Linked DNA regions of Mus musculus: all the other regions are linked to region 4. A link is a contact called in public HiChIP or PLAC-seq and promoter capture Hi-C data. All regions are on one chromosome and are shown on one strand. The core of a region is the stretch at or near the end of the contact, and the rest is flanking DNA. Distances in the headings are between cores, read along the strand shown. Region 1 holds the start of Kat6a (K(lysine) acetyltransferase 6A). Region 2 holds the start of Nkx6-3 (NK6 homeobox 3). Region 3 holds the start of Ikbkb (inhibitor of kappaB kinase beta). Region 4 holds the start of Ckap2 (cytoskeleton associated protein 2). Region 5 holds the start of Plat (plasminogen activator, tissue).

Region 1 (5,610 bases), core at 1,576-4,075, 670 kb before region 4:
CTTTGACGCTCAGCTCCAGCTGCTCTAGCACAGTCCTGCGGTCCAGCCCATGGGATGAGGACACGGCATTGCAGATCCTTTCCTCTGAAGGTCGCTGTTTCTGCTTCTTGACTTTTTTGATGGCCTCCAAAATCCACTCCGTGTACAGCGGGTTAGCGAGTTTTACCATGGTGAAGGATTCTGTATATCCATAGAGTCGTTATCCCTTATCCTGATGCTGAGTAAGTCTTACACCATGGAAAACAGGATTCTCGGAGGATGGGAACCAGTTAACCATAGCATACAAGATTTCTGGCCTGAGTCTTCCCTCCTTTCACAAAATAGATTTACAGCCTACTTTTACCTCAGAAATCAAAACGCCTGGTTTTTCTGTCGTATCTTCAAAATCCTCACTATCACAACGCATTGGTGTCTACTCCACACACACTCCTGGGTTCCACACATCTCATTCCCGGCTTCAAGCAGAAAGTGAGTATCTTAAGCCTGAGAAGAAATTAAAATAATGTCAGTTTTCTATCAAGGCCTGCTCTGTGAATAAGTTATCAAATGAAACCTCCTAGTCGCGTCTTAAAGCAGTGTGTTTAACAACACTCTCAAGAGCTTAAATACAGCACTATCAATACAGTCAACTGGAAACCACGGGAATAAAAACAGAAGGAGAAGAAGCTGAGTAGTTAAAGTAAAATGAGGAACTAAAGATGTCTACAAACGACCTCAGCCGTAACTAACCGGAGGAGTGCTAGTTAGTCCTCCGCAATCTGTGCTCACCAGTCTAGGGGGTCAACTCGTCCTCCACATTGTCCCCAAGAAACTATTCAGCACTTCAACAAGTATCTGGATTAGTAGGAAGAATCCTGCAACAAAAGCAAAAGTGGATCAGCTTTCAAAATTCCAGTGGATAGGAAACAGACAGTAAGCTCTGCAGAAACCACTAACAGCAATCTGATCAGTTCCTACACGAAAGAAAATAAACCTGCTTCACACACCACAATACGGAGAGTAATGCAAACGAAAACAGCTTAGTGTCAAAGTGTGTAAGGAATTTCATTCAAACTTTCACCAATACCCATACACTGAAGGAAATGACAACTGTCAAACATAATCTACAGATAAACTAGAAATAAGAAAGGCCTAGAATCATTTGGATCAAATGCAGATACATGTAAAATCGTACAATACAGAAAACAAGTAACTGCCTATGATCTGATAAAAATGTAAATTTGAGATTGCTATCTCAGAATGTACATTAGTCAATAAAACAAAAACAAATATACTACTACCTCTGAACTTGTTCCTCCAAAACTAAGTGTAACTTTGAACTTCTCATGTTTTGGAGCACGTGTACAATATAAACACAGCAAAAAAGGGGCGGGGGCACCCCTTCAGCAACTATTCCCAACAGTGTGCAGGCAAACGGGAGACTAATACATGAGGAATGAAATAGTACTAGTAAGAAAAAAAGCATTAGCACCCGGGGCCAAAATGTATTTCAAAATTAGCTAACTAAAAGAAGTACCCCCCTCCCCAGGAGGGGTGCTTCATATTAGTGGAGGTTTTACGAGGACAAACATCAGAATTATTACCCAAGGGATGTTTCTGATATAGACACTAACTTTAAAGTAACCAGGACTAAGACCTAAGAAGGTGGGAACACCCTATGTGGCTGAGTTTTCAGGTGAAAAAGAATGAATGACAGTCACACATTGTCTTTCCGGCCGGAAGTTTCCCCAATCTGCGAGTCTGCACAAACCAACGCTCTGAAGATCTGAACCCTAACTCTCAGAAAGTACACTCGCGAGCTAGAAAGAAAGACCAGCCGGGCTCGCAAAGCCCTTCCCGCTCTCTCTCCCAACCCAAAACACATCTGCGCGCGCCCTCGATTTAAAGCCCAAGGAACTTTAAAAAAAACTTGAAGCGGCAGAGCCCCGCAGTTTGCCAGCGGACCGCTTCGCCGGTCCCATTCTATGGAAACACAGCCCGGAGAGTAAGTTAACAATGAAATCACGTGGAGTTAGGAGCATAGTAAGCTCTAGCCCCAGCTCCTCCGAGCTCTTCGCTCCAAGGGGTCGGCTCAGAAGAGCAGCAAGGGGGACACCGGCTGTGACGGAGCCTGACAGGTAGGGCAGGTCCGGCCCAAAGTCGCGGAGCTCTTGACAGGCAAGCCCGCCGCCACCCGTCCCGGCTAGGGGCTGACAGTCCGACAGACACAACACCACACGTGCTGCCTGCTCCAGACCACTGCACCCACCAGGCTGTCACCCTGCACCGCTCAACCCCGCTCGGATCTCCGCGCACTCCGCACAGCCCGGAGTGCGCGCCCGCCCGGCGCCGGGAGCGGCGGGAGCGGCGGGCGGGCGGGCGGACGGACGGCGGGCGCGCCCCCGAGGGAGAGCGGGCGAGCCCGCACAGCAGCCCCAGGCTCCGCGGCCTGGCTGCTCGGCGCCAGGGAGCCCCGGCTCCCGGAGTGGGCCGCCGGCGGAGCTAGGGCGGCGGCGGCGGCGGGCCCGTCGGCGCGAGCCCGGAGGGCGGGCGCGGGCCGGGCCGCGGAGTCGGACGCGAGGGGGCGGCCGCGGCGCCCAGCCCGAGGCCTGGCGCAGAGCAGCGGGGAGGCGGCGCAGGCCGCGGCGGGGCCTGCAAGCGGCCCGCCGTCCCCGCGAGGCGCCGAAGCAGACTCCGGGGCGGCCTAGCCTCGGGCTCGGCAGCTGGGAGCGACCGGGGGCGGCCCCTCGGCTCCTTACCTGGGGGGAAGACAGCCGGGATCCCGGGGGCCCGGGCCGGACCGCGGAGATGCCCCAAACTGACACGGCCGCCATCTTGGAGACAGTGAGCTCCGACTGGGGGGAGGGGAGGCCAAGCGGCGGAACAGCCGCGGGGGGAGGGGAGCGTCGCGAGGGAACGGCTGCCTGGGGAGGGAGCGGGAACAGCCTGCGCGGGCGGGCGGGAGGGAGGGAGCGGAGGAGCGCGGGAGGGGGGCGGCCGGTAGCTGGAAGAGCCGGCTCGTCGCCGGGAAGGGCCGGAGGGCGGGGCCACGGGGGGCGGGGTGGAGGGAGCCGCTGGGCGGGTCACGTGGGGCGGGTACAAAAGGCCGAAGCCCGGGTGGAAGCGGGAGTTGGCCGGGCTGGAGGCCAACAGCTGGGGGCGTCCCCTCCTCCTTTCTCACGCGCAGCGATCGGGCAGAATGGCGAGGCCACAGGCGGAAGGTGCACCCGGATTATACAGCCCGGGAAACTTGGAGCGGGCGGGCGGGCGGGCGGGCGGGCGGGCGGGCGCTTGGGTGGGGCGGCTTCGGCGCGACGCCGAAACCTCGGAGCTAGGAAGCTCGGAGCTCCCGGCGCGCGGCGTCCGCCCGGGTTCCCAGGCCCTTGTTAGCGCCCGGGGGCGTGCACCCGCGGCTGCCTTGCAGGGTCGGGGACACACACACACACACACACACACAGTGGCTTCGGGAGCTCCGTGGCTGGGCGGGGGAACGCGGGTGGCAGGAGTTCCTTCTTTTGCCTTCGCCTTTCTGCTCACTCTGCACTCCAGCTGCTCATCCCCCCGTGGTTCAAAGAATAGTCTGGCTAGAAAGGGGAGAGGGCACGAAGTTGGACACTCCTTGTCAGCCAACAAGATGCCCACCTAGGGCACTTGACTGACCCCCCTGCCCGCAAGTCACTAAACCTTGGAAACATGTTTATAAGAAACACCACCCACCGAGCTCGGTTTCTAGGACTTGGACAAGGTCACACAGCTATTATGGCACGGTTGCTTGTGGAACCTGGGTCTTTCTCTTCTTTTCCTACCCTGTGCAGTTTGATGGCTGAACCGCAGAGACTCTTGGCTAGGGCAAGCCTCTCCGCTACTGGCTACCTGTTTCTTTGTCTTTGGTCCACTAGAAACTCTTGAGATTGAGTCCCACACACACATACCCCTTCCCTGGAAAGACGTTAAAGCTCAACAGCTTGAGACTTGTATTGCTGCTACCCTTGCACTTGGTTTATGTCCCCTTCCTAGACTGTTAACCCCCCGCCACCTCATTTTATCATAGCTTTACCAAAAAGGAAAAAAACACCTGCTAGTCGCTGCCATAACTTTGATATTACTTTGTTGGTTTTGTGCTTTATTCACTTTACAGTTCAGGTGTAGTCGTAATGCTTTTAGTATATTCCCAGGTTAATGTTCTTCGACAGTGCCATTTGGCATCCCAGCATCTAACCAACATGATGCCAAGGGCTCAAAACAGCGCTTATAGTGAATAAGCATTTGTAAGCGTCTGAGAAATAAGTTTACACCTCACCTCATGTCCTGTCTCCAAACCTCATTCCCTGCTTTCAGATCTGAGTAGCCCTCCTCCACCCTAATTCTTGCCCAGACGACTATGCACACTAGACTGTTGAAACTATTCCATATTAATACTAGCCTGGGAAACTCACGCAAAGGGCCTGCAGTGCCCTATACTGATGTTGATAACAAGCAGTTGTGGAGAGGTTTATTGGATCACCCAAAACCACTTCTCTACAAACCCCAAATTGTATTCCATTACTAGTGGAAGAGAAATTTGAAGACAGGAGGATGACCAAGATCAAGACTCAGTGGACTCCCCATCTCAAGGGAATATGGTAGACAATGTTACGGCAAAGACACATAGTATCATCCACAGGCCTCCAAGAATGGACACACGCATGCACGCACGCACCTGTTTGCTTGTTTGTTTGTTTGTTTTAGATATACATTACTAAAGGGCATACTCAGAGATCTTTATAAGTTTTGCAGCAAAAAAAATCAGTTTTGCAAGTCCACCTGCTGTCCGAAATGGCAGAATTTAGTGTAACTCTGGAGTTGGGGGGGGGGGGTGTTGTTTGTTGATCTTTGAGACAATTCAGACAGCTGAAGATTATTTCCTCTGTCAATCAAAAAAGCTACAGTCCTCATCTTAAAGGGAATAAAAGAGTTTATTCTGGGTCCATTCTAAGTGACTGTGACCCAGGACATAATTTCCTTATTATAACTTGATTGAAACTAACAGTATTATTTTATCACTTAGAAATTCACCAGGTAGAATGTTAAATATCACAGACAATTTTAAAAATCTAATGACAGGAGTATTTAAGAAACCAAAGGTGAAAGCAATGTGCAGTTACTGGGGGCACTCAGGTGTCAGTCAGTTAGACAAGCATCATCCAGCACCTTCAAGTCCTCCTGAATGTGCTCCCAGAAGAGGTGAGCACGTTGGCAGCCTTGGGTTTCCCATCCTGAGAGTGAGCTGGGAGTACCTGACTGCAGTCCTGATCTTTTCATCAGAATGGAGGCTTTGATGTGGTGCCTCTTTTCCTTCTTAGTTGACGAAACCACCTGGTTTTCTTTATCCTTCAGTGAAGACTCTGTGATTCTAATTTTAGTGTCAACGTTAAAAATGCTTTACAAGATATGCTACTTGTTTATCTCATAGACCAAACTGGATGAACAGATTTAAACATTTGTCCATTAAAGCAACTTTCACAATCACTATTTAATTTAGTAGGAATATTCTAAGTAGGTATAACACTCCAAAAAGAATTGTTTGGTATAGTTAATATAATGGATGACTGACTATCTAAAAAGAAAAGGTTTGCACTTAGATCTTAAAAT
Region 2 (5,765 bases), core at 1,482-3,981, 970 kb before region 4:
ATCACATCTGGATGGACAGGGCCCCTGGAGGGCAGCTGCACTGGCTATAGAGGCCTTAGAACTAACTGGGCCTTGTGCCTTTCCTAGTTTTCCCATAATCCACTGATGCTGCCTAACCCAGGGGATGCATGGGAATTTCTTTTCTGTGCTAAGACACCAAGACAAGGATGCTCTTTCTTTCACCAAGACGTGGTATGCTTTCTATTGGATCCCCAAAGGGGTCGAGACCCAGCGGCTGAGAGCTACTATCCTAAAATTAGGATGAGTGTCTTCAGTTCGCTCTCCTTTCATGTTAAACTGACCACTGGGCTTTCTTGGCTATTTTCTGGTGTGTGTATGCATGCCATGTACCAAGGCATGGGTGATACCTTCCAGCTGGCAACCAGACCTCCGGGGCCTCTGAATTCCTCCCCACTTCCTTTCTCTGAGCCCCCAGCTTTCCGGGCCCATTGAAAAAGCACAGAAGTGAAGGCTTCTAGCTCCAGTTCCTCGTCCGTGTGCTGCATTCCTCGCAGCCAGCCTGGAAGCCCGTCCTCCCTCAGACCTCCTGGAATCTATCATACAGCCTGGTTTTGGAGCACCAGAGTCATCTAGAGAGCCCGGAGACCCCCCAACTCAGTCACGAAGGAGCTTGAGTCTCAAAGTAAGCAGAGTACCCAAGTGCTGGGTTCCCCTGAAACTCATGTGCTCTGCTCTCGTGTCATAGGCAGGGGACTTCAGCTCAGAAGAGGCAAAGGACCTCCTAATACAGTGGTTCTCAGCCTTCCTAACGCTGCGACCCTTTGATGCATGTTGTAGTGACCCCCTCCCTCCAACCATAAAATTATTTTGCTGCTACTTCATAACTGTGAATTTGCTACTGGTACAAATTGGAAATATCTGACATGCAGGATCTCTGATATGTGACCCCCCCCCCATGAAAGGGTCATTCAGTCCCCAAAGGGGTCACGACCCACAGGTGTAGAACCACTATCCTAAAAGATATTTTTCTTTACTCTTGTGTTAAACTGACCACTGTTTTTCCTGGCTATTTTCTAGTGTGTGTATGCATTCAAGATGGAGGGGTGGGTCAGGATGGGGGAGTGTAGGGTGGAGGTGTGGGAGAGACAGCATGAGCTTATAGTACCCCAAACTATAGGTCCCAAGAGATGAGGAAGGTGACTGTCATTCAGGCACAGACATGGAGGACAAGAGTTTTGAGGGTTTCCATCATTGATTCCAAATCCCTTATGCAGTGTGGGAGATAGAGATTAAACAGAAGGAGAGGGGGCTTTGCCTCTGTCCCTGACACATGTTTATCTCACCCGGAGCTTTAGTGGCTCAAGGAGAACCCTGGAAGTCACTGCCACTCTCTCCCAGTATGCCCCACTGGCACATGCCCCGGGCACTTCCTGGATCCCTGATTGGCATAATACCCACCCCCTCCACTCCAGTTCTCAGAAACCTGAGTCTCAGGGATGGGTGGGGTAAGCCCCCCCCCCCCCCGCCCCGCTCCCTAGCAGTCAGGGCCAAGGTCATCTTAGCGCTCTGGTTCTGCCATTGCTGACATGAACGGGGGAACAGGAAGGTGGGTGATGGGCCCTGGATGGGACCCCAGTGGGTTTTTGGAACAATCCTATATAACATTGGGCTCTTAGGGATACGATACTAAATTCATTAAGTTTTCTTCACCAGGGTAGCACTGTGCCTCACTGTGTGAAGGGGCGCCATGTCTCCGGGCAGAAGCGAACTTAAGCTACGTGCTGCATATGGTGGGATGGACTGTGATCGTGGGGCCTGGAGAACCCAAGGTCCCTTGAAGGGCAAGAAGTGACTGTGGGTCCAGACACCTGTGCTAGGTAGAAGTAGGGAGGAGGGAGAAGGGTGGGGTTCAGTTCTGCTGTGAGCTGAGAAAAGGGACCAGGAATTGGCAGGGCTGTGTAATAGCGGCTGAGGTTAGGTAGGTCGCGTGCAGCCCGGCCTTTAAAAGACCCCCCCCCTCCTGCCTTCTCCCCGGGACAGGTTGGGCTGGGGGTGAAGGCCCTGTACTCACTGTTGCTGCATGGCCGAGCGCTGCCTCTCCAGTCCTGGCCTGTGTCTGCCCAGCAGTTCCGGGTCCGGGTCGGGTACTCATTTCCAGCCTTGGAAAAGCTCCCCACCTGGGGGCCATAGTAGACGCCCTGGGAGCTGAGTCCACCAAAGCCTGCCACGTGGGGGTAGCCAGAGAGGAGGCTGCTGTTCGGGGTGGCAACCGGTCTGCTCAGGATGTCAGTGATTCCATGGGGAGTCCCAGCCGCCAGCTGGGGGCCAAGTCCCGGAGGGCTGAGCTTGTAGAAAGAGTTCTGCACCGAGTACTGGCACATGGGAGCCTTCATTTCTGAGAACTGGGCCAGCTGTGTGTTGTTCAGGAGGAAGGTCCCCTGCAGGTTGGACTCCATGGTCTCCAGGTCAGCGAATCGGTGGTCCAGGAACCCTTAAAGGCCAGCACTTCAAATGGTGGCCCAGAACCTCATGACAGGTTTGGAGAATCAGAGCCCCCCATCCCACCCCGAGCCTCAGACTGCCCTCTGGCTCGGCCCTTCCTCAGAGATGGGGCACCTACGTCAGCCCTCTGGCAAGTCAGGTGTCCAGAGAAGGTGGGCGGCCTTCCTCTTTCCCTCTCTGCCCGCTGGGCCTAAGGAGGGGTGCTTTCCATACTCAGAGCACCCGGTTTCTCTGCCTCTGAGTCTGGGGGCCCTCCATCAGAAGTTTTAAGTTCAGAGAGGGGACATTTCCTTGATAAAGATATGGCCCATTAGAATACAGACCTGAGACTGGCTGAGCTGCAAGCGCTGTGTCGCCATTGGTTGGAGACCACATGGGCCTCACATTGGCTTCTCCTAGACAAATTGCACTTTGAAAGATTGACTGTAAATCAGCCAGTCCGTGTGTGTGTGTGTGTGTGTGTGTGTGTGCATGTGTGTGTGCTCATGTGCGTGTGTGAAAGAATTAGCTCTAGGCGCCCTGAGCCTGGTCACAGGCTCCATTTGCTTACCCAAGTCCAGTATCTAAGAAAAGGTGGGCGCCTGGAGGTAGGGACTGGAGGCTCCTGCGGAAGTCAGAGAGAGAGAGAGAGAGAGAGAGAGAGAGGCTCAGAGGTCACAGTCCCAAGCTGCCCCTGTCGGAATGAATGTGACGCTTTGAGGTAACATACAGCTGCTTCCCTTTCTCCTGGGTAAGTGGGGAGACTGAGCAATCACTATTCTCTGGGGGAATGCAAGTCTCTGGCCTTGAGACCACGGGGTGGGAAACGTCTTGCTTAGGGAGTGGGCCGTGGAACAGCTCTGGGAGTTGCAGGGGTGTGGGGGGTCAGAAGGCATTCCACTGAAGAATGGTGGTTCCTGTTTCTCCCAGCCAGCCTTTCTTGGTCTCTTGAGTAGTCTGGCTGGCTGTGTCCTGGGTGAAGTCTCTTTCTCTCCTGTGAGCAGCCCTGGGCTCCTGAGGCAGAGACCTAAGCAGGGCAGTCGGGCTGAGGCTTGGGGCTACACTGACTATAAGGACGCCACCATTCGCTTTGTTTCTGAGGAATTTTTGCAATCTGATGATTCTTGTGGGTACCGTCTCTCAGTTGATAACGGGGAAACAGAGGCACAGAGGAATCAGGGCTTGCCTGCCAGGCTAGTCTCTAAATTCTTTCCTGAAGTCACCTGAAGTGTGAAATGGCAGGTGCAAGGTGATTGGCTATCTAAATGACTTCTTCCTGACCAGGCCACTGGGGCTTTGGGGAACACACTGTCTTGTGTTTGGAGGGATCTGTGTTTTCACAGGTGAGAGACAGAGCCTTTTCTTTGTTAGCTTTGTTTGAGGCAGAGGTCTGAGGTAGAGAAAGCTGGCTTGCTGTGGAGAATTTGACTGTAATGTAAGCAATACTTTCCGTGCCATGGGTGATTTAGGTGAGGATCAGATAGAAAAGCTTTTACGCAGGGCAAGATGACCTTCCTACAGGTTGGGCTATTTTTTTGAAGACCTTTAAAATTAAGAGTCTCAGTGTGTGTGTGTGTGCGCTCTCTCTCTCTCTCTCTCTCTCTCTCTCTCTCTCTCTCTCTCTCTCTCTCTTTCTCTCTCTCTCTCCATCCAAGAAGTCTAGAAAAGGATGATGAATCCCTTGAGGCTGGAGTTACAGGCAATTATGAGCCCTTGACAGGAACCAAACTCAGATTTCTTGGTGCCATCTCTTTGGCCTGAGGAAAAAAATTGTTTTGTTTTTATTTTTATTTTTCCACCATCCAAAAAGGGGCTGTATTTTGGAGTCAACTTCTAATTTATAACAAGTTTTACTTTCAAAACCAAATCAACAGGCCAACACATTGTAATCCACCTGGAGGACTTAGGTGTGCCACTGAGCGAGGAGTGAGTCTGCTCGCAGCAGGAATTCCTTCTCCCACCCTCGGGACTGGACTTCGCTTTTTGGAGTGGTTTCAGCCACTAAGCCATCAACAGGAATGGGTTCTGTTTTCTTTAATCACCTCTTTACAGTGTGCCTTCAACTGATTTTAGTTCTCAGCGACTCTCTGAGATGTTCTCTTTCTCCAGTCTCTATTAACTTTTGATTGATAGCCCCCCCCCCCCACCCCTTTCTGTGTAGCTCTGTTCATCTTTGGCTGTCTGGACTTAGGAACTCCCCCCCCCCCCCCCACACACACAAAAAAGTTAGTAACTTTTGTTTTTGTTTTTGTTTTTTGGGTTTTTGTTTTGTTTTGTTGTTGTTTTTAGTTAGTAACAGTTTATGTTAGGTTTATGTTAGACCAGGCCATGTGTCAACTATTCCAGATTCCCAGACTTGCCACCCAACCAAGGCAGTTGTGGTTCTGGAAGTGTTTTTAAAACCCTCTGGGGGAATACAAATGCAGGGTCGAGTTGCTGGCCTTTCAGTGCATGAGACACTGGCGTGGGGCTGGGGAGCACCAGCAATGTTAGGGACAAAGATTTGGTCATTCTGTAATAATGAGAAGTTAGGAAGGTCATTTGCTGCAAATGATTCGACTCTTATTTAATGCTATAGCTGATGAGGGGTCATCGTGTGGTAACCTCAAGTGACAAATGCCAGAGGCTGCTGAAACTGTTTCCTCTATTCTTCATCTGACAAAGGAGGAAACAACAACACCGCCACCGATTTGGGACCCCAGCTTTGCATAAAGTGTTGGAAACTAATTCAAACAGGGACCACTTGCTATCTCAGTGAGTGCAGAACTCTGACACCGCCCCCTGCTGAAAGTCAGCAGCCTGCCTGTTCTCAGGTTCTCTGGTTTGTAGGGTCCCCTCCGACCCGACCCCTTCTGTCGTGATAGCCAGGTGGTCAGCTTTTTCTGGGATGGCACTGATTACGGGGCTTTCCAGGATCTGGGCATTGGTGGACCCCTTCTTGGAGCAGAGTGTCTTCTGATGCTACTCAACAGACCCCATCCCACCCCCAAACCAGGCAATCTATACTCCCCCCAGCACCTCGAACTCCCAAAGATGAGCCAAGAAGAAGCGATGGAGACCAGTGCCATGAGTCCGTTTCTTTATTAATTTGACATTTGTTTAGCTGGTGTAGGGAGAATGGTCTATACATCAGAGTAGGGTGGGCTGGTCTCTCTCAGTAACAGAGCATGTGAGAGAGCCAAGACATAGTTCATTTTTTTTCATAACAATTAAAAAAATCAAGGTCATTTCAAAACTTCTAAAAAGCGTCTAAGGTGCAGACTGCAGCATTCTCTAGGCATCAAGTGGAGACCCCAAACTCCTCCTAAAACAGCTCCTACTAG
Region 3 (5,309 bases), core at 1,826-4,325, 520 kb before region 4:
CACAAACAGGCACTCAGACAGGCAGGCAGACAGGTACACAGACAGGCATGCAGGCATGCAGACAGGCATGGAAACAGGCAGGAAGTTAGGCACACACAGGCACACAGATAAGCATTCACACAGGCACAACAACTTTAATATATGATAAAGTAGACTTCAAACAAAACTTCATTAGAAGAAAAGGGAAGGACACTACATCATTAAAGGAGAAAAATCCACCAAGAGGATATTGCAATTCTAAATATTTATGCACTAAACACAAATGTACCCAGTTCCATAAAAGAAGCCTCTACTCCAGACCTGCTGGAGTTATCAACACCCCAGATTTAAAATTATACTATGCATCTATGGTAATAAAATTAGCATGGTGCGATGGTTTGTATATGTTTGAGCCAGGGACTATTGGCATTATTAGGAGGTATGGCCTTGTTGGAGTGGGTGTGTCACTATGGATGTAGGCTTTAATATCCTAGTCCTAGCTGCCTGGAAGCCAGTAGTCTGCTAGCAGCCTGCAGATGAAGATGTAGAACTCTGAGCTCCTCCTGTACCATGCCTGCCTGGATGCTGCCATGCTCCTGCCTTGATGATAATGAACTGATCCTCTAAACCTGTAAGCCAGCCCCAACTAAATGTTGTCCTTGTAAGAGTTGGCTTGGTCATGGTGTCTGTTCACAGCAATAAAATCCAAAGTAAGACATTTGATATTGTCATAAAAACAGGCATATTGATGGGGTATAATTGAACACCCAGACATAATAACTCCACATGCCTACAGACACCTGATTTTTTTGACAGAAAGGCCAAACTATTCTGTATCTTCAAGATAGAAATGTAAGAGGACGTGCAAGGAAGGGTGAATAGAATATAGTGTCATAAACAGGAAATCAGAATAAGGACCTAATGGGAAAGGGAGTTTCAGTTTCAGATCAACCTGGGCTTCACAGCAAGACTGCCTCAGAACCAGAATGCAGCTGCCTGTGCCAGCTCTCCCAAAGGTAACCCAAACCAAGGAGAAATGGCTCTTCTGTGTGGCAACCTGTCACTAACTAAACGCAGTTGTGAATGAGACCTCCTTACAAGAGGGCATGTTTACAGAGGCTGGTTCCGTCTGCAGCACTGTGGAAGGATTGGAATGTTACAGAGGCTAATTACCTCATCTGGAACACCCATTGCTACCCCACCTCTGTGTCAGAGCTGACGTTCTGTGGCTAAGAGATTAAAACGAAAACCCAGCTTTTGAAATCTATTAACTTGGTGGGCTAACACCTTCCAAACACTCAACCCAAAGCTAAGAGTGTCATCCGAGAACATCTGATGATTCACAGACTAGCTTCCCCCATCTTGCTATAATCATCTCTCTGAGGTCTCCATTGATGCATTTCAAACTTACCTTGATTTAGTCCTTAAAACTGTACAACGTCTTAAAACTTCTTCCATGTTGGAACATTATATTCATACATGCTTCAGAATAAACTATGATCTTTTTATTCCTTTGAGGAGGTGAGAGCTGTTTCTTTGGATGATACAGTGTACCCTTGATTCCCACTTCCACTTGTATTTGTGTCAAGTACAGGAATCTTTTACCTCAAAATAGGAAGTGAAATAACTACAAGGTTATTGCAGTTGTCCTGACTGGAATGGAGGCTAAAGAGTCTCCTGAGCTCCTCTTTCTGACTTTTAAACTGCCGACATAACAGACCCCGAGAAACTGTAATCTCCCCCAGGAACATCATCTGAGGCCACGTGGGAACCCGTGTAAGAAAGCTGTGACTGTCCCGTGAGCTGTGGTTGGGGCAGAGTGCAGAATGTTCTTCCACAAGTGGCCTTCTAGAAATAATTGCAAACCCCATAAAAAGTGGATGCTCTCAAAAGGGGCGACATGAAGGGTATGGCTTGGGATGTCCACGTTCTCTCTGTGGGAAGGGTGGGGTCCTGGGAGGAATATTCTTGGCTTTTTCCCACAGGTGCAAGGATGATAAGACATAATACCAAGTGTTTTTTCACTTGCTGTTCTTGTATTTGCTTAAGCTCTCTGTAAACATCATCTCATGTTTTGCTTGCTTTAATAATAAAAGAGTGAGAAGTTCTTTATTTGCTCTATTCTTGAGTTCAAACGCTTAGAGTCCCCAGGTTATCCCACAAAGATCTTTGGCTTTCAATCCAGGGAGACTTTGTTAGCCTTGCTGGTCGCTGTCCGCTGCTGGGTTCGGATCTAAAAAGCCAGTAAATGTCAGAAGCCTGGAGCCACTGTGCCACCTTCAGAGGAGCAGAGATTTCACACCGTCTGACAAACGCCACATCATAGGAGAAACTGGAGCCTAGACAACGATGGTGGACCAGAACATATATTGAGCATGACTACTTAGTTATGTATACCACTTGCCTTCCACTTAAACCCAAACCTCATGGCAGGACCCCAAAATTAGACTTGGATCGGCAGAGGTATGGGTGAGAGAGATTAGATCGCTGTCTTTCCCCAATGTAGTCACATTGAATAAACCTCTTTTTCTCCTTTCCATTGGTAATTGTATCGTGAATTAGGCTATGGGAGGTGAGCGGCTGAACCTGGCTTGTTAGAGGCAGGGGTGGATGCTGGTAGGCGTGTGGGGTGTCCTGGTGGAGAAGACAATACCCAGCCTCTTGACCTAATAACTAGTAATTTCTTTATGCTCCCAGTGCTCAAACTCCATTTTTGATAGACAGTGCTAGTTTTTTGTTTTGTCTCTGTACTCTTCCCTCTCCTCCCTTCCTCTTTGAGGGGGATGGTGGTGTGTTACTTTCTGAGGAGCATCAGGATGGTTGATTATTCTTAATACTGAACCAGGAGCGGTGGGAGGACAGGGAGGCAATTCTTAGGACAGCCTCTAAGTCAGCACTAGTCGGGGCTCGGCAGATTCTCCCCTTATTAACTGCCTAGCCAGTCGGATCAAGCTCAGCCTAAAAAGTGCCAGGGTGAAGAAGAGCTCTCCAAGCCGCCAGGTCCTGCGCCGCCAGGTCCAGCACCTTGGCTGGCTGTGGCTGCGTCTCCGAGAGCCAGTGGCTCGCGCGTCCCCTTTAAGAGCCGTCTAGTACCCGTGACGTCAGGGCAGGAAGTGTTTGAGGAAGTGGCGCTGGGCTGGCTGCGTGGGGACCCCGAGTTTTCATGTCCTCAGCGGGTGTCGCTGGCGGCCCCGCGGCCCCCGGGGCAGGTGAGTCCCACGCGAGGGCGGCTCGCGGCGCGTGGACCGGCTCACCCGGGTGTGCGCTCCGCCTCTCCCCGGGGTCCGTGGCTGCGCCGCGCCCGATGCTGAGCGGACCCACCGGTGGGCCCGGCCGCCGCAACTTTTATTTGTTAACTACACCGGTGTCCTAGCCTCCCCTTGCAGGGCAGCAGCCACTGCTGCTCCCAGTTGCTTCTTGAGCTCCAGTGTTCTTCTTACTCTCAACTTGTCCTCTCTCCCTGCTTGCTTCTAGAGTTAGCAGGGCATCGATATGAGCTGGTCACCGTCCCTCCCAACCCAGACATGTGGAGCCTGGGAAATGAAAGAACGCCTGGGGACCGGGGGATTTGGAAACGTCATCCGGTGGCACAATCAGGTAGGGCTCTGGCACCAGGAAGGTGGGTGAGCTTTCTTGGCGCCTCTTCTGACCTGGCCCGGTGTGAATGGGTGGATCCCTGCCTAACCTTGGCGTTGTCCAATGGGAGCGTAAGAAAAAGGACTGCAAAGGGGATCTGTGAGCTGCTAAACTGACTCTTTTTAAAAAACCTTAATAACCATGCCACTTAGAAGGACACATGAGGGAGTAAGCTGTCATTCCAAGTATTTTGAAATTATATTTCTACTAATATTTAGACTAGCACGTAATACATTACATTGTGATAAATGTTGTAGAATACAGGCAGTGTTAAAAAGATGAGAGCAATAAAAAACATTTTAAATAACTTTATTTAAAATATTTTAGGTAGTTGATAACCCCAAGGTTTTTCTCTTCTCTTTCTTTCTCTCTTTCTTTCTTTCTTTCTTTCTTTCTTTCTTTCTTTCTTTTCCATGTGCCGCCATATAATGCTGAGTGATGTGGACTGATTTCATTTTTGGATCTAATTTTTATTCCTATTATTTTAGTCCTTATGTGTCTGATGTGCGTTGCTCATGTTAAAAGTTTGTGTTCTTCCAAAAAAAATTTGGGGGAGGGGGCTGGCAGTAAGTACGCTGAGATTCTTGGCAGGACTCTCTCTAGCTCGGCTGTTTACTGTGGGAGACTTATTTTATCCGATTTGGGTAATGAGTTCATCACAGTGCCTCAGGAGCACACAGTACTTGTGATGTTTCCGCTAAAGAGTACTTACTAACCTCAGGATACTTGAGTATCAGACGTGATGTGTGACTATCAAACTTGGGGGTCATGGCCTGTGCCCTAAGCTGAGTCCTCAATAAGCCAATTAAAATAGGCAAATTAATAGTGGAAAGCAAGGGATTCATTCACTGAGGTCACATTAGGAAGAAGGACAGACAGATCCCCCCCCACCAAGTCCATCTCCATGATCCTAAAATTAGGTTAAGGTCTAAATAGAACGCCAAGGATACTCACATCTAAGCAGTACTGTGGTCCAGCCTACCACTGGCCTGGTTTTGTCATCCTGTGAGATTTTTCTGAGAATGTGTTAGAAATCTGTAACCCAGAAGACAATTTCCCCCTCTGGCTGGGAGCTTTTTCTCTCCCAACATGAAATTTCTGGGGAATTTCCCATCTCTCTGGCATCCAATGTTTAAAAGTATCTCTTTAGAATATCTTCATTTCTGCCAGACCAGTTACTCAACCTCCTGATAGACCCCGCGGGGAGTGCTGTCTGGAGGCCTATTTTTCTATTTTAGGATTCCAGTGTTGGTCAACAGTTGGAAAACATACCAAAACGAGAGGCCACCCTTCTAGGGAATCCTTCCTAAAGAGCTAAAATCAAGGTCTTGACTCAGATTGAGTGGTCCAGGTGAGAGACCAGCCAGGTTGATCGTGGTGATGACAGGGAGAAATAGGCAGACTGAAGAGATATTTAGGGGTTAGTGTGAACAGGACTTGGGTGGATAGAGAGGGCAGGGGCTGGAGTTGGGGAGGAGTACTGGCTGAAGAACCCGCCTGCTTAAACCTGGACATCCTCTGCTGTCTTCATGGACTGATCTCGGGGAAGCCTGGGGGCTGCTTTGGGTGCATAAAAGCAATCTTTAACCCACATCTAAGATCAGAAGATGCTGCATGTCTTCTGTTGGACACGCCTCTGTTCCGGGCCTCTGGATGGATGCAGCTAAAATATGCTAGTTGTACTTGGCGCCAGA
Region 4 (5,704 bases), core at 399-2,898:
TCCTCCAGTTGTTCTCCCTCACTTAAACAAACAAACAAACAAACAAACAAACAAACAAAACAAGGCGTCTAACATGATGTCAGGTGTCCTAAGGTCTGAGGTGGGGGTTGGGATAGGGGCAAGGGGTGGCTATTTAATGGGTTACAGATAGCTCAAGATAGGTTGTATCTGGGCCCTGGTCCTGCAACATCCCAAGCTCTCCACAACCTTTGAGGTTCCAATCAGTTAATCAGTTTGAAGATGTAGCTTTTTTCCTAGAAATATGTTTCACACATGTCATTTTTCTGAGGGAGTACAGCAATGAACCACCACTGTTAGCATGTCTGGGTTTTATGTTGGTGACATGTTTAAATGATGGGCGTCAAAGGTTAAGGCAGCATGCCTAAAAAGACAAACATAGACAAATTGTTCAACAGGAGTTGGTTTTGTTAGCATTCTGTCTAAGCTCCGCCCCACAGTTACCTGGCAATAGCCAGGCTTGCCTGACTCACTATGAGAGGGGCTGCTTGCTACCTCTGCCCTCTTCCCTCCTTTGCTCTCTCTTGTCTTCTTGCTCCTGCTCTGTCCTCTCACCCCTACTCCCCCTTGTCTACATGTGCTCTCAGCCAGCCTCTATTCCTCAACTCTCTCTGCCTTTCTCTGTCTCTAATACCCTTTTAACTCCCTTCCCCATTCCCTGAGTAAACTCTATTCTATACTATACCCATGGGCCTGCGGGGGCACCCCATACCTGACTACACATCCACCAAAACATATTCCTTCTTTCCTTTATCTTTTTATAACACACAATAGGTTTAACTTCACAGAATTATATCCTGCCTTGAAAGAGCAGAGGGTTATATCCTCAGTTTTCTTTTTCTTCTGTCTCCTACACTTGTTTGCATTTCACAAATGCATATATAAATGCACAGAAAGGGCTGGGCATAGAGTTGTAATCTTAGCACTCAGGAGGTCAAGGAAGACTGCAAGTGAGTTCTAGGCCAGCCTGTGCTACGTAGCAAGATTTTCAATAAAATAACAGCACAAAGGTAGATCTCAACTTAAGATTTTGTTTGCAAAGTCGGGCAAGTGGTGGCACACGCCTTTAATCCCAGCATTTGGGAGACAGAGGCAGGTGGATTTCTGAGTTCGAGGCCAGCCTGGTCTACAGAGTGAGTCCCAGGGCAGCCAGTGCTATACAGAGAAACCCTGTCTTGAAAAACCGAAAAAAGAAAAAAAAAAAAAAAGGTTTTGTTTGCAAGCTGTGCAAACACGAGACACCTAACATCTGAGCTCATCATCTCGCTTGCGAGGTATAATCGCAACCTAATTCTGTTAAGCAGCTCCAAAGATCATTCGGGAACTTGTCCTCAGGGAAAGCAATGAGCCTTATCCCTAAGGAGCGCACCAGCATTTGACAGGTGCAGTCACTGCGGTCCTTTGGCTTCCTCTGGGCTGTGTCTGAAGACATGTCCTGACTTGTCAAGCCTGGTCCTGCTATATCCTGAGGATTCAACAAGCCCGCTCCAACGGCGTCATCCATCCAGTTGGGAGAGCTTTGTTCGATTTTGAAATTTCTCGCCGGCTGCCAAGTCTCTGGATTCTGGGACGGCCCCGCCCCTCGCCTGGGCCCCGCCCCTCCGCGCTCATTGGTCCGTTCAATCCACGCCGGCGCCGAGGCGCGCTCATTAAGCGATGGCAGAGTCCAGGAAACGCTTCCTTGGCAGGGCTGCGAGGAATCCCTTGCCGGTGACCCGGGACCTGCAGCTGCCCCCGACCAGGCGAGACCAGCCGGCCTTCCGAGGTGAGCGATGGCACGGGGCCTCGGCCGCTAACTCTCTCTGAGAGCCCAGGCCGCTGCCGAGGGTAGCGCGTGGCTCGGCTCCTGCCGGGGCCAGCGGTTTATCTTCGGGGTCTGAGGGCGGGGGCGGGGCTGCCCGGACCCCCGACTGCGCCTGCGCGCGCGCTCGCTAGCTCCCGGGTTCTCCTATCTCTGTGCTTGGAACGTGGAGGTGAGGCTGGGACTGTTTGCATGATGTCCTGGACGTTTTGGAAAAATGGAGTTGAATGGTCTGCAGCAAGAATGTGGAAAACTTATGTAAGTTGGTCAGAATTTGGCGACTGGTATCAGATCTCTCTACACAGTTGTTTCTGGAACCCTATATTGAAATGTGTTCCCTGCAATTTTCACTCGATTAGGACATTTGATGCTATTTATTTATTTATTTATTTATTTGGGAGGATGAACCTCAGAGCTTTGTATACGCTAGGCAAGTATTCTATCATTGAGCACAAGCTAGAGTCCTGAGAGGAGGGAACCTAAACTGAGAAGATGTTTCCACAAGATCAGGCAGGCTGTAGGCCAGCCTGTAGGGCATCTTCTTAATTAGAGATTGATGGGAGAGGGAGGGCCCCGCCCATTGTGGGCGGTGCCACCCCTGGGCTAGTGGTCTTGAGTGCTATTTAAAAACAAAAACAAACAAACCAGGCAGAGCAAGCCTTGTAGCTACACTTCTTCATGGCACCAAGTTCCTGCCCTAACTGCTTTTGATGATGAGCTAACTGTACTATGGAGATATTAGTAAATGAACCCATTCTTCCCCAAGTTGCCTTTGGTGAGAGTGTTTTCATCACAGTAATAGTAAGCCTAAAACAGCACCTTGCATGTAATTTCTGATTCATGGGATCATTTGTCTAAATTGAGAAATCTCCTATTGTGTTGTTATAGGAATAATCTCTTTTCCCAGGGAGGAGACACTCCACACCCTTAGTGGTTACTCTTTAAAGCTCTTTAGTAGAAGTTGTTCGCTCTGGCTAGCACCCAAGGAAGAGCCAGCCCTGAATACGAGACTTCATTGGCTTTTTAAACACTTTAGACTGGTGCTTTCTTGTCGCTTTGGTTTTTGTTGTTGTTTTGAGACAGGGTTTCTCTGTAGCTCTAGCTGCCTGGAACTTGATCTGTAGACCAGGCTGGCCTTGAACTCAAGAATGTCTGCCTCTGCTTCCTGGGGTAGGCTTGTGCATTTTACACTACTCTCATCCTTAAATCTCTTTTAGATCCCAGCCCCAGGTTACACTTTGAACAATTTAAACAGAAAAAAAAGGTCACTGGCAATAATTCTGACATCTTTGCTGTGTCGACCTCCCACCTGACCAAGTGGCCAGACTTAATGATAGTCCCGCATCTCTGGGAGGAGGCTTTCCTGGTCTGGTGTGCAAGCCAGGAGACAGGAGCAGTAGACTCTGGCGAGTCTTATCCTTATTTGGTAATGAGGTTATTGTGCAGCTTACTGTGACCACTCTCACAGGAGGTCCCATCAAACCTGACGTGCAAGTGTCTGGTCAGCTTAACCCATTTTACTTACCTGAACATTTAATTCTCCCTAACCAGTTTGCTTGGTTTTTAAATGTACCTATTTTGAACAGTATTTTATATTAAACTGCCTTTGCATTGCCCATTCAAGTTTAATTTTGAAAATATATTACAGAAGATTGTATAATGTGGGATATAAATTGGTCTCTCCCTCCCATCTTGTCTCTGTAAATGAATTATATTTGTACTTAGTGTGACTACAAACACAATTCTGGACACATAAAATATATGTTTAATTACTTTCTTATTTTTTATTTTACTTTGAGACAGCCTTTCTACATAGCCCTGAATGTCCTAATCCACTATGCAGATCAGGCTCGCCTTGAATTTACAAACCTCCACCTGCCTCTGCCCCCAGCACTATGATTAAAGACATACGTTATCACCCCAGATTACCTTTGTTTTAACAGTTTATAATACATTGGCAACTCTCACAAGATTAGGGTTTTGTAAGCTAAGGTGATTTATCTCTGGTAAGATTTCTGAGCCTTAAAAATAACAGTTTCTGGCCGGGCGGTGGTGGCGCACGCCTTTAATCCCAGCACTTGGAGGCAGAGGCAGGCAGATTTCTGAGTTCGAGGCCAGCCTGGTCTACAGAGTGAGTTTCAGGACAGCCAGAGCTACACAGAGAAACCCTGTCTCGAAAAACAAACAAACAAACAAACAAACAAACAAACAAAAGACAGTTTCTGAACTGAAGCTCTTTTAAATACTAAGGTAATACACTTTATATGATAAGTTCAGTCCATGGAGAAACTGGGAACTTCATTATCCTGTATAGTATAGTTTTACAAAGTCTAAGTCAATTTGTAAGATCTTTTATATCAAGTAGCTTATTTTATCACAAGTGTAATTATAGCGGAGAACTGGAGGATTGGTTGTCCCAAGGAGACCTAAGAATAACAAGTGTACACTTAATTCTGACCACAGTTTCTCCAGATGTTTAAAGCTTAACAAAGTTAGCAGAGACACACAGGACAAGACATGCGTGTCTCAGTCAGCTTTTGTTACCCTGTATCCACAGGAGCAGTCACTGTAACCCTTGAGTATACTGTCTAAGCCATCCTCTACAAGGCCCCTTGAACATAGTCAGACCTACTCTGACTTCGCTTTAAGCTTTTATGGTTTTGTCTCTCTTTTTTTTTTAATCTGATTTATTCTATCTAAAAGAATTTAACCTTTTATTGTCTCACTGATCCTGAGAAAGACTTAGAAAGAGCAAGAATCTTGAATGAGAGAACATTCTGTATAAATGAGAACAAACCGGCGGGTAGAGGACTCAGAGAGCTGAACTTCCAGGATTGTAGTTTTAGATGGTAAACTATTTTTATAGTCCCAGAAACGTGCAGCTATCTTAACCTTTACGTATGAATCACCTTGACCAAACAATTTAAACACTGTAAACATCCAGCTGGGCGTGGTGGTACACACCTTTAGGCAGAGGCTGGCAGGCTAGCCTGGTCTAGCAAGAGAGTTCCAGGATAGCCAGAGCTACGCAAAAAAACCCTGTATTGAAAAGAAACAAGCAAAAAATTAAATAACCATAACAAATAAATTTATCATTTGCTATAAGAAATTTTCCTAAAAGAGGTGTATGTATGTGTGTGTGTATCTGTTTTCCCCTGGGCTTCTACCCACTAAGTATAGCAACTTTCCCAAGCTACATAAGTCCCCCCCTGACCTCCCAGTTTTTCCCAGTCCTTATACACAATCTCTAGAAACCTTGAGGCCTCATGCAGTTGGGCCTGGATACTCAGGAGAGGGTACACTGGCCTTGCCTGTCTCCTCCTTGTAGGGATATTAACATTTAACAAGCCCAGCTGTGATTATTTTAATAGACACAGCTGGAGTTCTGAAGATGGCCATTGTCTAGCTAGAATGTATTATGCACCATCACTTTAATAAAGGAAAGTTGATTCCAAATTACACACATAGAGTAATGCAATAAATGAATACTACCTGTGAACAAGCATACCGTTAAGACATTAGGCCCTGTAAGTTTCTAGGCAAACCTTACAGAAAACCTAAGACAGCCTTTGTGACCTATATAGTATATAGAGGCTTAATTTCATGTGTCCATCCTCTAACAGAATGTGGCTGAGGGGGCTCTGTGTGCTGGAGTTATGATTGAGAGACCCTCCCCAGGTGTACGTTTCTCACTATCTGCTTTATTATAGGCACCTCTATACCATGAGCTAAGTAATAGTAGTAGCCTCTTTTGGGCATAATTTACCTTTTACCTGTCCTCAAGCACACAATGACTTTTTTCCTGGGCTGTTCTGTTCCTGTCACAGGGTCAGGGGCCAGCCTGAAATGGGCAGGCCAAATCTCACCTCCAGAGCTAGTTTGGGG
Region 5 (5,093 bases), core at 2,176-4,675, 570 kb before region 4:
ACAGAACTTCAAAAGGACTCCTTGAGGTGGTAGTTTGAGGACTGCCACCTGCCTCCCAAGCTGTCTGAGCTCTTCCCACTAACGGTCTGCATGATCCTTGTTTGTGACATTTTTTAGTTTTAATTTCTGGTGCTCTGGATTGGACTCAGAGCCTTGCATTTGCTAAGCGCATGCTCAGCCACTGAGCTGCAACTCAACCCTACTGATAACACTCTTAAACGGCTTTAAAGAGAGCAGACACTTCTCAATGCTAGGAACAGGACCCTTGAACTTAGACCCCCAACAGCCACTTACAGGTGTGGGTGGGCAATGTTGCCCCTCTGAGCCTCAGTTTCCTGGGCTTCCCAATGGGCTAATCTCTTCTATCTTGTATAGTTTTTGAAAGTTAAAGGAGCTATAGATACAGAACCTGGAAGCCTGATGCACGGCCGGTGTGCACCGGGCTTCAAGTGAATGTCCTCATCAACAGGACTCAAGTTGTTCGAAGCTACTGATAAAGAAGAGGTACCAAGCTCTTTGGGATGTGTGTGGGGGTGGGGCACGGTCCTCCTGGTCTTCAAGGGTTAATAACGGTTCCTTTTTCCTTGCACATATGACATGATAGAAAGCCCAGGTTCTGCACCAGGGTCAGAGAGCAGTACACACAGGAGCCATTACTTCCTGAATGCAGAGTGATATCTTATATCCCCATCTTCAATCTGTTTTTCTGGTTTGCCTTTTTCAGGACAGTTTTTCCACCCCACAGCAGGGCCTCTGAAACTCTCTGGGCATCTGGAATCAGCACTTGCCACATTTAGCTGCTTCAGTGGAATCATTAAGGTATAAGCTAACAGGATATTTGCTTCCACAGAATAGACTTGCAGTAGAAAAGTCTACAACGTATGGGACCAGTCTATGCCTGCAGTGATCATTTCAGAGGCACAGGGTGGACTCGGGTCTGTTAGGTCAATCCCCAAAGAAAACTCTAGAGGCTTCTCTCTGATGTGTCAGGAGCACTGAACATGAAGAACAGCTGGCCTGTGTTTTCTGAGCTGCTGACACAGCTCTCCTGGACTGTGCCTTTAAACATTCCAGAGAAATTTGTGATACATGACCAGCAATCTGCTTCATTTGTTTTTCCAGTAACCAAGAATTGAGTTCATCTTACCTTGCACTCCTATCTATAAAAGTTAGTCTCCCAGGCATCATGAAAGTAGACAGTTGGGCCAGTATTAAAGATGATGGTACTTGACCAAGGCTTTGTGAATCTCTACCTGTAACTTAACTTTCCTTTCCTTTCCTTTCCTTTCCTTTCCTTTCCTTTCCTTTCCTTTCCTCCTGAAACAGGATCTCACTTATCCCAGGCTAGCCTTGAGCTTCTGATCTTCTTGCCCACATCTCCTGAGCACTAGGGATTACAAGTGTTCACTGTAACACCAAGTTTACCTGGTGCTGGGAATCAGGCCTAAAGACTCTCTGCATTCCACGTGAACACTCTGCCAACTAAGCTGCAGCCCCAACTCCAGCTCCGTCCTCTAGAAATCTGGGTCGTCAGCACCCGACTGGGTTTGAAGTGAGACCTATCCCATGGCCAGCTCAAAGCTGGCCTTCAGTTCTTGGTTTCTGCATTTAGTTGCTTCCTGCAGCATTTTCTGACACCCAAGAGAAAAAAAAAAAAGAAACAAAAAAAGCTATTCTGAGACAATAGATGCACAGCTGCCAGAACTCAGATTGCACTGTTTCAGCTCAGACCACCAAAGGCTCCCACTCACAGAGACCTGGTGTCTCGGGATGTGTGTGAACTTTACACTGTGAATGGCGTTAAGTCTATTAACTGTGGCTGATAAGCCGTGTTTGCAGCCTCCACCATTAGATGGAGGACGAGCACATGTGTTTTCACCTTACAACCCTCACACCAGTCTTTCCAGTCCACGAGCCTGGCAGGCAACTCTGAGTCACTCTCTGGCTTTGGCCGAGCACCCTGCTCAGTGAGCAGTCTTGATGTGTGCAGCTTCAGTCCCCAAAGCCTTAGCGGAAATATAGATGTTCCTCTGCTCCTCCCGGCTGCATCAAGCATCCTGGGTCTGGGAGAGAGCAGGCCAGCTGCTGTAGAACTCACAGGAGACTTTCCAAATAATCTGGGGGTGTCCTGGAAACTCCGTCCTAATCCAGTTGGTCCGGGGTGGGGGGGTGCAGCTAGTACTGCCCCTGCCAGGATACAGGCTGGCTCTCCTAAAAACACTTTAGGTGGATTGAACAGGATGGTCAGAGGGACTGTTTACATTATAGTGTTTCCAGTATCTGGTCTGGGGCTGAATATTATTTAACCCTCACTGGCTGTGCCCACTCTACCTTCCACTGACCTGCATAGATTTGTTCTGGACAGGCCACGTCTGGATCTCAGTGAAAATCCCTAGCTGTATTTTTCTGTAAGTGTACTCCAGTTGTATTTGTGACGCGCTCGCAGGATTGTTAAATATCCACCACCACAACAGACACACGTTTTTTGTATATGCCCCTGCCCCATTATCAGCTGCGGAAGACCACGGCATCATTCTAAGCTGGCCATCAAATTAAAGCATTGCTACTGCTTTTCTTTGCACTGAAGCTTCGTCCTTAGTTATCTTGGAGCGCTGCATACTTTCCTCCCACGCCCACACCATCTCTCCCTCCCCCCACTCCATCCATCCTCCCGCTGTTTCTGTGAGGTTAAGAAAACAAAGGTCCTGAAGGAATCCAGAGAGCCTTTAGACTCTTCCAGCTGCAGCATGAAAAAGCAAACACATCTGTGCTTGATGTCCAAGGGTGAGATTGACTGGAAGAACGGAAGAGAGGATGCGATGAACTCCCGAGAGACGAGAGGTTTTGCATCCTGACTCCCACTAGTAATGAGAGGTTCCTAAAAATCTCAGCTTCTCTCTGCCAGCCTAGTTAATCATGCTGCCCAGGCAAAATGCCCCCTCCTTGATGCCCAGCCTGTTTTTTAGTGTGTTCCTTGGTCAGAAGGTAGCCATACAACTCTGGCTTCTCAGCTCAGGAAGGCAGCTGAATCTAGTTACTGCCCGTTAGTGCTGCTCCCATTGTCTGTTGAAAGAACCGGAGTCATTCTGTTTGCTTTCTCCCCTGTGCAAGCAAAACTTCTGCAAGAGACACCTCTCTCCCATTCTCTCCCTCTCACCTCAGCTTACCCAGGGTCATTGCAAAGAACCCTGGATGATGCTGGCTGGTCCTCTGTCTGTGCTTCCATTAAGCATCCCTTCACTGGCTCAGTTTGCCCCCAAAGACTTTAAAGGGACAGAAGAAGAGTCAGCTGTTAGATACCGGCAGAAATTAACTTACCGAGAGTGCTTGCTTCTTTCCCACTCTTGCAGGGGCCTCTCCTTGACGCTGAGCTCTTGAGTTCCTGCAGGCTCTGTCTCCCTGAACAGCTCCAGCCAATTTGAAGGATGAAGAAGGGGTGGGGCCAGAGGTGTGGGCGGGGTTTCTCCTCTGCTGGTGGGTGGACTGAGGAGCCAATGGAGCAGCCGGTGTCTCTAAGGAGGGGGAGGAAGTGCGCGCGGAGGAGCACAGCCAGTCTTGGCTTGCCGCCAGTTTGATTATTCACCGTACTGATGTCATCGAATCACAGGAATTTTCAGAGTTGGAGGGGACTTAAGACTCATCCTGTTTTAAAACCCCGGTCTCAAAGGCCTAAAAGGAACTGTAAGGATCTGCTGCTCTAAGCTCCTGTCTTGACCCATGAGTTTATAGTTCTAAACAGCCCCGCCCAGTTGGGGATGGGGGAGAGGTCTTCTGGAATTTGAAGCAACTACCCCTCAGGACACGTGGGCAATTAATTGGCCGGGCAGATGATGATAAGCTGGGTTGGGTGTGACTGGAGATAGAACGCACATGACTTTTGGTGCGCTCCCTACCTCTGACCTGCTCTCCTAGACTGAGGTGCTTCTCTGCGGCATCTCAGCAGAGATCTCTCAGAGAATTGAGAAAAGTGGGGAAATGGGCAGGTCTCTCAGCCTCAGCACCCTGAAATTCTATCCTAAGCCATCCTTCTTCTAAGCCCCACACCCCGGAGGCAGACAATAAAAGCTCCTGAAAACTACTATTCTGATGACCCTTTCACAACCTACCAAAGCCTCGGCAGTCTCGGGGCACCAGGTCACCCAAAATTCCAGTTTAGTCTTCATCTGCAGCTGCTTGCACATCAGAGGGGTGGGCGAGTGGCCTCTGTCAATCTCGGCTGGCGTGGAGCTGAGAGGAGGGTTTCTCAGTAATCACAGGTGCCCTGAGTTTTGCTAAATGCACACTCCCCTCCATAAACACACACACACACACACACACACACACACACACACACACACATCCTCCGAAACCCCAGCTTTTGTGTTTCTACCACCTGTGAGTCTGTTTCCCCTGTCAGACTCCGGGGGGTGGGGGTGGGGGGGGGTGGGAAGCAAGACTGAAGAGCCAGAAATACAAATGGGAAGCTGATACCATAACAATGGGAACTTTGATTTTAGTCAAAGGATTGCAGGGGGGTGGGGTGGGGGGAGTGAAAATAAATCTTAATGATATCACATCCTGGGAAACTTGCCTAGGAGCCCTTTGCTCCAAAGGGCTCCAAGTACAATAACTTGGGGGCAGATGGATAAGAAAATGAAGTGCTGAAGAAAGAGTTCCTAAGGCTAGCTTCTGCAATGGGGGTCCTCTCTGTAGTGTGTGTCACCTGTGGGGGCAGAGAGTTGGCTTAATGATCCCTTTGTTGGGGGCAATGGAAGTGGACAGCTGACGAGGTATCAGGACAAAAACCATGATGAGAAAACTAATTAAGAAGTGATGTGATTCCCAGGATAGCCCAAGGAAAGAGAAGTGGGCAAGAAGCTGACAACACAGCTATTAACCAGGAGGCAGGTGCTCTGTGTACAGACTAAAAGCATCTCCTTTAAAAGGGGATCAGCTTTTAAGGACAAATGAGGTAAATATCCAGATGGCATTATTGGGAATACACTGCTGGGATGTAGGGACTCCTCATGCATGCCATGGCTGGTCCTGCCCTGAAATTAGACCCTATTAAGGCCCAAGGCTCATAGACCTGCATCTCCCTGCCCCATTTCTCC

The links. Promoter capture Hi-C pulls out the DNA fragments that hold promoters and counts their contacts. HiChIP or PLAC-seq counts read pairs in DNA pulled down with a chosen protein or histone mark. Capture Hi-C pulls out chosen DNA fragments and counts their contacts.
Region 1: a contact with region 4 is called in a promoter capture Hi-C map of pre-B cells, with 2.6 times the contacts expected there. The contact joins the promoter of Kat6a here to the promoter of Ckap2 in region 4. A contact is called at or near these places in 11 of 39 promoter capture datasets (the C10 cell line, the HPC-7 cell line, HPC-7-derived erythroid cells and 7 more), 2 of 484 Hi-C or Micro-C datasets (both in embryonic stem cells), 4 of 115 datasets of contacts at active chromatin or transcription factors (bone marrow-derived macrophages, large pre-B cells, memory CD8 T cells and 1 more) and 1 of 9 other capture datasets (liver).
Region 2: a contact with region 4 is called in a promoter capture Hi-C map of adipose tissue. The contact joins the promoter of Nkx6-3 here to the promoter of Ckap2 in region 4. A contact is called at or near these places in 2 of 39 promoter capture datasets (embryonic stem cells and stem cell-derived epiblast-like cells), 2 of 115 datasets of contacts at active chromatin or transcription factors (large pre-B cells and pancreatic cancer cells) and 1 of 9 other capture datasets (adipose tissue).
Region 3: a contact with region 4 is called in a promoter capture Hi-C map of pre-B cells. The contact joins the promoter of Ikbkb here to the promoter of Ckap2 in region 4. A contact is called at or near these places in 4 of 39 promoter capture datasets (the HPC-7 cell line, cranial neural crest, embryonic stem cells and 1 more).
Region 5: a contact with region 4 is called in an H3K27ac HiChIP or PLAC-seq map of extraembryonic endoderm stem cells, with 3 times the contacts expected there. The contact joins the promoter of Plat here to the promoter of Ckap2 in region 4. A contact is called at or near these places in 2 of 39 promoter capture datasets (cranial neural crest and embryonic stem cells) and 2 of 115 datasets of contacts at active chromatin or transcription factors (extraembryonic endoderm stem cells and large pre-B cells).

The regions. Positions count from the first base shown.
Region 1 is chr8:22,856,761-22,862,370 of GRCm38.p6, reverse strand. It overlaps Kat6a (K(lysine) acetyltransferase 6A), which reads right to left and starts at 2,825. Exons shown (of 18, transcript NM_001081149.2): 1 at 2,739-2,825; 2 at 769-854; 3 at 1-483. The coding sequence starts at 169. Gm46036 (a long non-coding RNA gene) reads left to right here and starts at 1,932. Exons shown (of 3, transcript XR_001778526.2): 1 at 1,932-2,117.
Region 2 is chr8:23,150,237-23,156,001 of GRCm38.p6, reverse strand. Nkx6-3 (NK6 homeobox 3) reads right to left here and starts at 2,731. Exons shown (of 3, transcript NM_029002.2): 1 at 2,033-2,731. The coding sequence starts at 2,417. It overlaps Ank1 (ankyrin 1, erythroid), which reads right to left. Exons shown (of 44, transcript NM_001110783.3): 44 at 5,505-5,765.
Region 3 is chr8:22,704,349-22,709,657 of GRCm38.p6, reverse strand. It overlaps Ikbkb (inhibitor of kappaB kinase beta), which reads left to right and starts at 3,075. Exons shown (of 22, transcript NM_001159774.1): 1 at 3,075-3,188; 2 at 3,454-3,576. The coding sequence starts at 3,472.
Region 4 is chr8:22,181,763-22,187,466 of GRCm38.p6, reverse strand. It overlaps Ckap2 (cytoskeleton associated protein 2), which reads left to right and starts at 1,648. Exons shown (of 9, transcript NM_001004140.2): 1 at 1,648-1,783. The coding sequence starts at 1,675. Gm29878 (a long non-coding RNA gene) reads right to left here and starts at 1,439. Exons shown (of 2, transcript XR_378798.3): 1 at 1,388-1,439; 2 at 315-382.
Region 5 is chr8:22,756,054-22,761,146 of GRCm38.p6, reverse strand. Plat (plasminogen activator, tissue) reads right to left here and starts at 3,425. Exons shown (of 14, transcript NM_008872.3): 1 at 3,319-3,425.